Linked DNA regions of Mus musculus: region 1 is linked to region 2. The links are chromatin contacts, called in public promoter capture Hi-C maps. All regions are on one chromosome and are shown on one strand. Each heading gives the region's core, a stretch centred on a gene start, on an enhancer-like site or on the middle of the called end of the contact. The rest is flanking DNA. Distances are from core to core; before and after follow the strand shown.

Region 1 (6,578 bases), core at 1,791-4,290, 7.3 Mb after region 2:
GTAGTTTTAAAATGACATCACAATATTTCTTCAAAAGAATTAATTTTTTTATTTTTTAAATTATCAAACTTATATCCTAATACTTCATTGAATAATGGCATTCTTGAGCTTCTGTCTTGGCTGTAACCACATATTGACTTGCCATTAATACTAGGTCATTTGGCATCTGTGCAAAAATACTTTTGGTGGACCGCTTAATGAAAATATTATATTGGATAAACAGTAGTGTTTTCCTGCAAAAGTTGGATCAGGAACACTAAGAGCACAAAATGACTCGGAGAAATTTTCATAATAAATGTGCCTTTCTGTCTGAATACTACCTACCTGGTAGTCACTTAGGAGGTAGCTGGACATTGAAAGCAAAAATCTCATCTTACACAGAGGCATTGAGAAGAGACCTCCACAGAAGTCTTACTCCAGTGTTAGCTGCTTTGTTTTATTGGTGCTGCCAGTTTCCTACTGTGATTAATTTATGACTTAAAATTTATCACGGGCCTGTATATGTCAGAAAAAACACAGCCTATGTAGAGTTCATTACTATGCATATTTCAGGTGCCACCTGGGAGAGTCTCAGAACTTCAAGCTGCTATAGAAATGGCTATCTTAAGCAAGCGCCCTAAGGCTTTCCCTACATACCCAGGGACAATGTTTTGTTTTGGTTTTTAAGTCAATAGAAAATGATTCCAAACTTGATGATCACTGTTACAAGGCTCTCTTGTACTTGGTAAGAAGGATAAGTGTGCAAATTGGCAGTCAAACATAGAACTTGGAAAAGACTATGATGTAGTTCCGCAAATTAAAATAAAAAACAATAACAACAACAACAAAACACCCTAGAATATGATTCAAATTTTTAGTGGCATCCCATATCTTTTTAGAACTAAAAAGTGACTAGAAGTTAGATCTAGGTAGAAAGAAAGTCTTTTTTTTTTGTTTTTTGTTTTTAAAGCTTTTAATTGTTTTACGAGGTTGGGATGATATTTCTTTGTCATGAGAGTCCATTCAGGGCAGAGAGTGTGCATACAGGGATAAAGGAAGGATTAAAGTAGAAAATACTGACAATTATGCTTAAGGACTATGAAACCAGCCCTTCTACAGCATCTCATGATTTCAAACCCCTAATTTTATTTTCCATTAAATGAAAGCAGCCATCTCATGGTAGTACTGGGTTTCAGGTCAGGACTGACTTTATAGAGTACCTTAGTTCAATTCCATAAACCTATAAATTGAAATAAAGGGCCAAATGCAAGCAATACATTTCAATCACATTATAAGTCATTAAAAAAAAAAAGTTCCTTCAATCTTTGGCCAAATTGGCCAAGACTAGATCTGGGACAGATTCCAGCCAGAGACAAAAATGCAAACTCCATACTCTCCAGTCTTTGATTCTTTTACCTTAGAGTGGATACCCTACACAGTTAATCAAATTTGAAAACTCCTTATTCATTGTCTTCATTTAACTAAATTGGTTAAGTAACTTCGAAAGTATTTAAATTAGGGGTGTGTGTGTGTGTGTGTGTGTGTGTGTGTGTGTGTCTTTCAATTTTAACCCAGTATGTATTTTTCCTATGTTAGAAACTCCGGACAGAAAAACGTCTATGAAATTGAGATCAGGCCTCCAACTCAACAAACTTTCGGGAAATGAAACTCTTGGAAATTCTCCTAAAACACTGAGGCACTCAGGCTTGGCTTTGGGATGAGAAGATACAAATAATGGCTCTGTAACTGGCCCAGCAGAACTTGAAGATATTCTTTCGTGTCCCTCAAATTGAAACAACTGACCCTAAGAAATGGCAATTTCATGCTGGAAGAAGGAAAAGACGCAGAGCCTGACACCAAGAGGGAATTTAATTTGTCTTCTGGGAAAGAGATTTCCCAGTCTTAATGCCTTCTTAGAACACCTTCCAGGGTAGGACCAAAGTCTTAAAAAATGATGGACAGTGCCACATATTAACCAAGGTTGGTTAGAATTCAGCATTTCTCAACCTGTGGGTCCTGAGCCCTTGAGGTTCAAAAGACTCTTTCACAGGGTCTCCTAATACCATCAGAAAACGCAGATATTGGCATTATGAATCATAGCAGCAACAATGTTACAGTTATGAAGTAGCAATGAAATTGATTTTATGATTGACACACACCACACTTGAGGAAATATATTAAAGGGCTATATTAGGCAGGTTGAGAACCAATGAGTTAGATATTCATGTCCCTGGCTACCTATGTACACTTTAATTTCACTTCAGGACCTCAGAGATTGACTGTCATAATGACTGGCACCTCCGTTTGGCCACACTATGGAAATCCTTTTTTTAAATATTAATTTGGCTGTTTAGTTTATTTGTTTTCCAAGAGAAGATCTCAATGTGTAACTCTGGCTGCTTTGGAACTCACTATGAAGATCAGGCTGTCCTGGAACTCAGAAACCTTCTTGCCTCTGCCTCCTGGGATTAAAGATGTGTACGCCACCACAACCAGCAAATTTATGTCAATTGGGTTCTCCAGGATGAGTTAGAGACTGTGCTGTCAATTTGGGTAACACCTTTTTACCATAGAATCAGTTCATTCGTAAGGTGTTGTAAAATACCCGTGAACATCAAGGAGTCAGTGTGAGCTCCAGACGCTTAGGAACCACGTGCCCTTTGCTTCCTTGAAGACCAGCAAAACCTCCCAAGTTAAGGTCGTCCAACCTTGGCTCATTTTCTTCACTTGGAAACTAAAAACATTCTTGGGAATGATACATAGTGAATGGCAAGTTACAAAGTGCCTGGGTCAATGGTACCATAATTAGTTATTTTCATATTACTAGTCTTTTAGAGACTTCCTAAGTGTCAGGCAAAGAGCTACACAAAGCAAGGACTATTAGTCCAGCTCGCGAGTGTGCATGTGCCAACCTGCGCCAATTTGCGCACTCCGAGGCTCCTCTGCACAGAAAGCTCCGCCCCCTAAAGCTCGCGCTAGGAAGTGGGAGTGGTCGTTCCTTTGCGAACTACAGAATCCGAGAGGCGGGCTGTGGAAATAAGGGAGTGTACTTCCGGGTCGAAGGGGCTTCGTTCCGGGAAATACAAATTTCTAGGAGTGCGGAAGTGAGGCTGGTGCCGGTGAGTCCGGTGGCTTAAACAGGCATGAAGATCACCAGGCAGAAACACGCCAAGAAGCATCTCGGCTTTTTCCGCAACAATTTCGGAGTCCGCGAGCCCTACCAGATCCTTCTGGATGGCACTTTCTGCCAGGCGGCGCTGCGGGGTCGCATCCAGCTGCGGGACCAGCTGCCCCGCTACCTTATGGGAGAGACCCAGCTGTGCACCACGAGGTGGGTCTGCGGGGCGGGGTCGCGGGTGTGGCCCAGAGTTCTCCACGGTGCCAACCAAGTCGGTTACCTTGGGCCGCGACTGACCGAAAAGTCAGGCAGATGGTACTGTGCCTTGTGAATATTCAGTTATTTCTGAGAAAAATCAGAACAGGTAACATGTGGACCTGACTTGGACTTCTGGTTCCAATTAAAACCAGCTGTGTGGTCTCAGGCAAGAAATGGTGTAGCTGTAGAGAGCATAACTTCTTCAAAGTTGATATAAAGTCACGTGAGGTATCATTTACATTGGACATTTCTCAACATCCAAAAGCTAACACCCATTCTGTGGCGGTTGTTACTTATAACCCAAAGGTTTTCAAGCCTTCCAACTGCCAGTGAGGTTTTATCTTCAATTCCTAGGAAAAGAAGTCAAGGCTGGAGATATTAAAAACTTTACCCAAGGCCATTTTTAAAGTACCAACCAAATGGCAATCACTGCTCCAGACCCTGAGGACACCTTAGTGGGCAAGACGAAGGCCTAGCCTTAGCCTTCATGGGCTGTAAAGTCAACTCCTGATGGCTGTTTTTCACTCCACATCTGTGCCTCCTCACTTCATGTAAGAGAGCACACCTAGGGTAGCACACCCGGGAGCAGGAGTGTGTGAGAGGGGTGGGCGTGGGGGGTGCGGGTGGGGGTTATTTTAAAAGGTCTCATAGAATCGATGTTCGACCCCCTCTGAGGCTTGTTTAGAACTGAGGAGGAAATGTCTGTTTTCAATGATAGAAATAGTAATGTTATTGTTTTAGAGAACTTTTGAACAAATAGAATTGGTTGATGCCTGAACCATATTTAATTTTGGGACTTGAAGATATATATTATATCTAATATTATGGGACATGAAAATAGGGAAAAGGTAAACTGAAGCTAGACCATGAATAAGAATTTTAGTAGTTTTTGTGGAATATTTATTTAAGTAAATAAATTGAGTTCAACTACAGCTTACAAATAGCCAGTTAAGGTGTTCTTTATACATTTGTCCGAGTCAAGCCGTGACGTGTGCTGTTCATGTTCTACTTTGCAGTAAACAGCCTTCCACATTTAGAATTTCTTAAGTAATGCTCTTTCCGAGTTGCAGATAACCTCAAAGTTTTAATCTCAGGCTGGAAAGATGGCTCAGTTGTTAAGCATGCTTCCTGCCCTTCCAGAGGACCTGAGATGGTTCCTAGCATCACTGTCAGGGGTCTCACAACTGCTTGTAACTCCAGCTCCAGGGGCTCCAACACCCTCTTCTGGCCTCTACAGCTAACCACCCACATATACATAAAAAAAATTTTTTTTTTTTTTGGAGTCTAGGTGATGGTTTCAAAACAGGGTTTCCCTGTGTATCCCTGGCTGCCCTGGAACTCACTTTGTATATCAGGATGGCCTTGAACTCAGAGATTCTCCTGCCTCTGCCTTCTGAAATCTGGGATTAAAGGTGTGTGGCACCACCATCACCCAGCCCAACACACACAAACTTTTAAATATGATCCCTTTAGCCTTAGGAGCTGCCTGTACAGCTTTTAACAGCCTCTGTCCCTGGATTAGCTGCTTCTGAATGTAAGTAGTTTGTTTCCTCCCACGTGCCATACCAATACTAACAGTCCCGTGCTGTGATACAACCAGGCGGGAAGTACTACATGTACATGTCATAGTTCCCCAAGGACTTCAACTACGGAGTCACTCAAGGGAGGTTACACCTGTGATACAAATACTCTGCAAGGCTGAGTCAGGAGGAGTACCATGAGTTTGAAGAAGGCCTGGCAAGAGCCATTCTCAAGGAGGAAGAAGAGAAAGGACAACAACCACTTAACTTTGGGAATTTTTGTTTTTTTTGTGGTTTGGGATTTTGTTTGTTTAGTTGGTTGGTTTTTTGTTGTTGTTGTTTTGGTTTTTTGTTTGTTTGTTTTATACAAGATTTCTCTGTGTAGCCCTGGCTGTTCTGAAACATGCTCTATAGACCAGGCTGGCCTCAAACTCAGAGATCACCTGCCTCTGCTTCTTTCTGCTTCTGCCCCTCTGCCCCTCTGCCCCTCTCTCTGCCTCTGCCTCCCAGGTGCTGAGATTAAAGGTGTGCACAACCACCACCCAGCTACTTTGGGAATTTGTCAACCAACACAAGATTGAAGACCCTGATACCCAGCATTTGCTGGTCCCAGAAAGCCCATTCTTGTTGTCCCCGTCTCTTCCCCACCTCCTCACACATCTGTTTGTCATTCTTTGCTGTTTGTCATGAAAAAACTTTAAAAAAAAATAATTCTTCTCTCAATACAATACATCCCAACTACAGTTCCCTTATTCCCTCATCCCACAAAATCCACTGTTCCTCTCTTTCTCTTCAGAAAAGGGCAGGCCTCCCAGGGATATCAACGGAACAGGGCCTAGATGAAATTAGACTAGACACAAACCCTCATCAAGACAGGAGGAGGTAACCCAACAGGTGGAAAAGAGCCCCAAGAGCAGGTGAAAGACTCAAAGACATATGTGTTCCCACTATTAGAAGTTTCACAAGACAACAAGCTACACCACCATGCTGCTTTAGTCTCTGTGAGCCAGCACCATGAACCCTGCTTAGTTGACTCTGTGGGCCATTTTCTCCTGGTCTCATCAACCATTCTGGCTCCTACAATTAAAAAAACAAACTTTTTTTTCTTATTTTTCATTTGTTTATTTTTTAAAATCAGGATTCAAACAGGATACATAAGTTGTTGTTGATTCTGTGTTAGTGATTTTTGAAGTTGTAATAGTGACCTGGAGTCCTCTTCAGTATCTGGAAGGCTCATTGTATCTGGTCCATCTGTAAGAGGTAGAGATTTGAGGATAAGTTAGAAATTTAATTCAGTTAATCATGTAGCTTTATTATACATTTGAGGTTAAGCAATAGTATATGCGAAAAACAACTTGCATGCTTCCTGTACACAAATGCTTAGTGTACTCTGACATTGGTATTCTTTCTGCTTGGAGTATGTATTTTTAAAGTTTTCATTTAAGAAGAAAATGGCAACCGTGCTATAAATCCACATTTTTTTATTTTTTTAATTAGGTATTTATTTCATTTACGTTTCAAATGCTATCCCAAAAGTCCCCCAGACCCTCCCCCCCCCCCCCCGCCCCACTCCCCTACCCACCCACTCCCACTTCTTGGCCCTGGCGTTCCCCCGTCACATTTTTATGGAATAGTTTTTCCACCTTAAAAACTTGAGTATTGTGTTTATGCTTGCTTTGTATAAACAGAAGGAATGTATTGGT
Region 2 (6,082 bases), core at 2,898-5,397:
AGTTGTTCAGGATGCACATGGAGGCCAAGCTACATATGAACGGGAAGGCCTAGATTCTGAACCACCAACCAAAGAACATACACAAGAAGTTTTGTTTTGTTTTGTTTTTTTAAGATTCTTTAAACTGGGCTGGAGAGATGGCTCAGCGGTTAAGAGAGCACTGACTGCTCTTCCAAAGGTCTTGAGTTCAAATCCCAGCAACCACATGGTGGCTCACAAACAACTGTACAGCTACAGTGTACTCATACACATAAAATAAACAAATAAATCTTTAAAAAAAAAGATGCTTTAAACTGTTCAGTTTGTTTATTAAACTATTAACCCTAAACATTAGTTGTTAGGTTTTAGATCCCAGAACAAAGAGCTAAGTGGCATATTTTACATATCAAAACAGAACAGCCCTTCAGGTTCTCCCAGCATTCCTCAGTCCCTACATGACATACCATGCCCCCAACTCTGAACTTTTCAGGTCATTAGTTGGGCTGTTCTTCCTACAGAGGCTCTTTGCTATACAACCCAGACATTTTGGTTTCTCCTTTTCTCTCCCCGACTCCCTTTCTTCTCTCTGTGCACATGTTTTCTCTCTTCCTCTTTTCCCTCTGTTTCCATGGGGACTTCCCTGATCTTCTTTCTTCTTCCTTGAGGGCAATGAACTCACCCTTCCAAGAGCAGCTTCCCAACAAACCTGCATATATATATCTTGAGTTCAAATCCCAGCAACCACATGGTGGCTCACAAACAACTGTACAGCTACAGTGTACTCATAAGTACATCAGTGGTCAAAAATGTTTAAATTCCCAGAATATTGACATTTATTATTTTAAAATCAAATAAAATTCTCTAGTAGACAGACCAATAAGACAATCTACTAAAATTATCAAAAAAAAAATCTGTGATTTCAAATATGCCTGCTCAGACTGTCACTCTGTGTTATGAGCTGCAAGCCTTTGTCTCACTTCATCAGGAAATAAATGTGAATTCATAATCTGTATTCAACGACGAACAGCCGCTCATTAATAAAAATCTATTAACGTCCAAGTTTTATCCATGTGACAAAAAAAAAAATAAAATAAAAAATAAAAGCACCCTTTGGTGAAAATTCAGATATTGGTGTGGGGTACAGGACTCTTCCAACCTTTGAACAGGGTCAGTGAACCAGGTTCAACTACAGCTGAAGAACTTAAACAATGGAGCCTGAGTAAAATCAAAAGAACGCAGATCAGAAACTTTAAAATGTTTTTATGTTTAAAATGCAAACATTTTATGCACAGAGCAGGCAGAATGAGCTAGACCCCATGGAGAAAGGCAATCCAGAAAAAGTCATTTACTGGCAGTAATGATTATGGTCTATGAGTGTTTTCTAGTGGTAATTTTAATGGCCTGTGAATTTTAAGATCTTTTTGTTCTTCCCACTTTACATCTGGTCATTCCCTTCAGCCCCCACACAAGATTTGGGTAATGGGCAAGACTTAAAGTTACACATTTCAATAAGCTGTCTCCAATGAGGGGTCCTGAAGTGTCGGCATGTAAGATCACCAACAAGATTTAAAGTCTTCTCTTGCAGGTATTTTACAAATGAATTTGGATTGCAATATGCAATTTTGTTGTCATTTTAGGATTCTCATTGCTGTGATGAAATATGACCAAAGCATGTTCAGGAGGAGAGGGTTTATCTGGCTTATACTTTTATATCCATCGTCCATCACTGAAGGAAGTCAGGAGAGGAACTCAGTCAGGGAAGGAACCTAGAGGCAGGAGCTGATGCAGAGGCCGTGTAGCAATGCTGCTGACTGGCAAACTTCATGTGGCTTGCTCAGCCTGCTTCCTTATAGAAGCTAGAACCACCAGCCCAGAAGTAGCCCCACCCACAAGTGGGTGAGCCTTCCCACATCAGTCACTAACAGAATGCCTCACAAGCTTACTACAGCCCTCTCTTATAGGGGCATTTTTCTCAATGAAATTGAGGCTTCTTTTCTGGTGACTCTAGCCTGTAACATTTTGATATAAAACTAGCCAGTATGGTTGCTTTCCTTTTGTTCTCTGTTGTGAAACAAGTACCCAGCCACCAGGATTTCTGTAGAAACATGTGCCTCCTTTGGTTTTTCAATTTGGAAATGGTGAATTATTAAAAAAAAAAAATCATAAAAAAGAAGATTATCATGGGGCATAATAAGTAATTTAAAACGAAGATGTAAGTCATCACATTAAAAAAACATGCTCCTATTAGGATTTCGGGAAATCAAAAAATGGCAGAAATTATAGATTATTGGAATTTGGATAATACTAGATTGGATTATAGATAGAATACCTGTTTCAGGGACCTCAGGTGATTTATTTATTCATTTATTTATTTGATGTGTGGCTGTGTAGTTACTAAAAATGTTGCAGCTTTATGATAGTTGAGTGGCTATTATCTATGATTGCTTGATATGTGCCTGACTGCACTGAAAGCATTGCAAGTATTAAATGCACTTAAGAGGAGACCAGATTAAATTAATTCATGTTTACCTAGAACCAGAGAAAGAATCCTAAATTTACTTTTTCCTCATTGTTAGGGTAAGCATACTAAACTGCTGTCTTGGATTAGTGGTACACACCAGTAATCTCAGAATGCTGTAGAAGCTGAGGCAGGAGGGGCTTAAGTTTCAGGATTGCAAGAACCTTTCTCAAAGAAAATAAAGCACAATAAATAGTAATAAAAATATGGAGCAGATTGCAGTGAAGAGGGTGGGGGGTAGAATATTTCAGGTTACATGGATAGACGAATCATGGTGAGAGAACAAAGGCAGCTGAATCTTTAAAAAGGAATAGGAAGGAAAGGCTAGTTGAGGAAGAATTTGAAAAAACTGCTTTCAACTTTTCGATATATCATAAACACAAATATATGTACACACACACACACACACACACACTCCCTTGCCAGCCACTTCCTAATAGTAGCTTCTTAAGAATTCTTAGTCCAACAGAACAATAAACTCGGATTTTTACAAGCACACAAGATAGAAAAAGAAAAGAAAACATGAAAAGAATATGCTTGTGTACATACATACATACATATGTATGTATAAACGTAGAAGTGAAACTGTCTAGAAGAACAAGGATCTATCAGCGGTGGGAGGAAAAAAAGGGGGTAGGAGGTTGTATCTGTTCAAGTTACAATGTTTCCTTAAATGAAAGCATTTTTATGGAACAAAGTAACATGTACAATAAAAAATAAAAACCAAAAGTCAATCAAACAGCAGAAAAATATCCGATTGCAAGAGAGAACCCCAAAAAGACAAGAGCTGGGTAAAAAGGCTAGCCCCTGATGCAGGATATAAGGAGGGACCTAGAAGAATCACCCGCCTTACTTTCAGTTAAAAACTGGACTAAGATTTAAACAGAGCCAGATAAATTCTGAAAGAGACGTGTAAACGTCTCAGGTCCAGCAGTAATTGGGGTCTGTCCTAGTCACACCCAAATCATTTTGAGACAGAGAGGCTTCGCCAATGTTTCACAATCTAGATGCAGTTTCGCCTTGGCCCCATCTAGCAGACAGGTTTAAGGATGGAACAGGAGACTTGGTCACAGGCGAGACACTAATCTACAAAGGAGGAAAGGAAAACAACTTGGCAGGAGCCCAGTTGCTCCAGGACAAAAAAAAACCCAACACACTACTATTAACAAAAGGCCAAAGCAGTTGCACTGTCCCGACTAACCACGCCCCTATGCACTCATTGGCTTGCGACTTGCACGTCAATGACGTATCTATCCTCTATTGGGCCAGAAGTACGAGAGGCAGAGTGCGGAAGCCAGAGCCTGGAGACAGGGTCTGGGCGGGGAAACGGGCGGGGCCAGGGCGGAGCTAGGGCGGGGTCCGGGCGGGTTTTTGGAGAAGGGGCGGCCATGGCGGCTGCGCGGCGGCCACGGCGGCTGCGACGGAGCGCGCGCCCGGCTTTGAATGAGCGGAGCTGGGACTGAGCTGGCGGAGCGCGAGCTCGAGGCAGACAGCGGCTGTGCGCGCGCGCGCCTCGTGAGCGCGCGTGGCCCGCGGCAGCTCGGAGCCTCCGCCGGGCGGGCGGGGAGGGGGAGGGGCAGGTGAGTGTGTGCGGCCTGCGCGCGCCCGCGAGGGGCTTTTTCTCTACCCACCCGCCTCCTGACCCGGTCCGGCCTGCGGCTGGTGGCCGCGCTTCCCGGTCACCCTCTGGGTCGCCCCGTACTTCCTGCCCTCCCGCCTTTCTCTTCGGCCCTCTACCTCGACCTCCCACTCGCCGAGCCACCACTCTGGGGTACTGTTTCCGGGTCAGGGTGACCTGTGGGGAGAGCCGAGCGTGGCTTGGAACCGGCTCGTCCCTGTCCCCTCGCTATGCTGCGGTCCCGCACGGGCGTCCCGCCTGGGAGCTGCCGACCCGGAAAAACCCCACGTTCAGTCTTTCCCAAGGGCAATGTGCCGCCTTCCTGCCCTCCTCTACGGGCCTCGCACCTCTCGGGGCCGATCTGCCCAACATCCAAACCCCATCCCACCCGGCTCCCACCTTCAGCAGTTTAGAACGCCTCACATGCCGCCCGCCACCGGGCGTGGGATTGCGTAACCAGAAAGCTCGCGTGTGTGTTGTTTTGCTCATCTGTGCAGTGGGTATGATTTTTTTTTTTTCCGCCAGCAAGTTCTAGGTGGGTAATCTGAAAGTGAAAATTATTTTAGTTATGAGACTCACCGTTGAGTCATTCAGAAGATCTTAACCCACCTTGGTTAACTAACAGTCCCCGGGGTGTCAAATTCGAAGGCCTGATGGTACAGAATGTTCGGTTTTTACCACCAGCTTTCCAAAACTGCACTTCTGCTTTTGCTTACATGCCTCCGGTGTTGACCCTTCCTTGTCATGTTTGAGTTCAGGTAGATTTTTATTTGGGAGCTTTATGATATTTAACTTTAGCGAGTCACAGACCTAATTTGAGTATATTCTGTGCTTTCGTAGGTCGTGGGACTTTCAAGTAATTGTATAGACTTAGAAATGCAGGATTAGGACAGCATTTGATGACTCGTTTAATGAGTATCACCTGGCTTGGCTTAATGAATTATAGTTTAATTGATGTATACTCCAGGATCTGAAGAAATTGAGCACAAGGACAGATTGACCACGTCATGCAGGATTCTTTTTCTTTATGCCTTCCTCCCTTATAGGGAAATCTTTCTTAGTTGTCACAACAGAGCTCTTCTTCCTATTGTTTAATTGGAAATGCCATTTCTTCAAAATTATTTCTCTGGCATAAAGTTTCTGCATTTTCTTAGTCATTTTCGTTTTTAAAATTTGAGTATTTTGGTAGGTTATTTCAATATTGTCCAGTTCTAGAAAGCATTTTAAAACACCCAAATTGCAAAGTAGCTCCAAGTAAGTGTTTTCCTAATTGAGAATCTATAGGTGTTTTAGAAATCAGACTGTAGTGATATGTATAAAATTGAAATCGTTTGAAACAGAATCAGGGCCTTAGGATTCCCCTCCTCCAGCCACTGCTGATTTAACCTGTTTAAATTACTCAGACCATTTATAGGCCTTATCCATTATATAGGAATGGTGAAACTATTGAACTAAATTCTGAACATGTTAAGGGCCCAAGGAATGTTAAGTTTTTAATTTTTAATTCAAGAAATATTGGACCACCTAAATGCTGTCATTGGCTAAGATGTAGAGATAACAAACTAAACCACACTGGTGGGGTCCTGCCCTTCTAGGCTCTTTTTCCTTTGAATAAAAGCAAATGTAGAAAGAAACTCCAGATAGTGGTTGAGTAGCAGTGGGTGCCCCAGTGCAGGAAGTGTTTCCTGGTGTCAGTGCACATGTGTTACATAGGTGGTGCTAATCTATGTTCCTTCTACTGCGCTGTAGCATATGCCATATGCACAAGTCCTGAATTACACGTGTCTACAAATCCCTGTCATTGACAAAGTGCTGCTTTGGTAGTTTGCTTACATTTCCCACATTTAGTGAAACTGCTTAGAACTTAAATCTTCCTTGATTCCCAAGAATGTTCCTGACTAGGTTTTCATAGCTCTCAGATGAAATGGATGTAGGTTTGAATGCAAGCAGTTGTAGGAGCTTGAGAA

Evidence for each region. Promoter capture Hi-C pulls out the DNA fragments that hold promoters and counts their contacts.
Region 1: a contact with region 2 is called in a promoter capture Hi-C map of pre-B cells, with 5 times the contacts expected there. The contact joins the promoter of Utp23 here to the promoter of Ebag9 in region 2. A contact is called at or near these places in 1 of 39 promoter capture datasets (pre-B cells) and 2 of 484 Hi-C or Micro-C datasets (CD4 T cells and pre-B cells).

Annotation. Positions count from the first base shown.
Region 1 is chr15:51,874,401-51,880,978 of GRCm38.p6, forward strand. It overlaps Utp23 (UTP23 small subunit processome component), which reads left to right and starts at 3,041. Exons shown (of 3, transcript NM_030132.5): 1 at 3,041-3,310. The coding sequence starts at 3,123.
Region 2 is chr15:44,615,293-44,621,374 of GRCm38.p6, forward strand. Ebag9 (estrogen receptor-binding fragment-associated gene 9) reads left to right here and starts at 4,148. Exons shown (of 7, transcript NM_001357691.1): 1 at 4,148-4,615.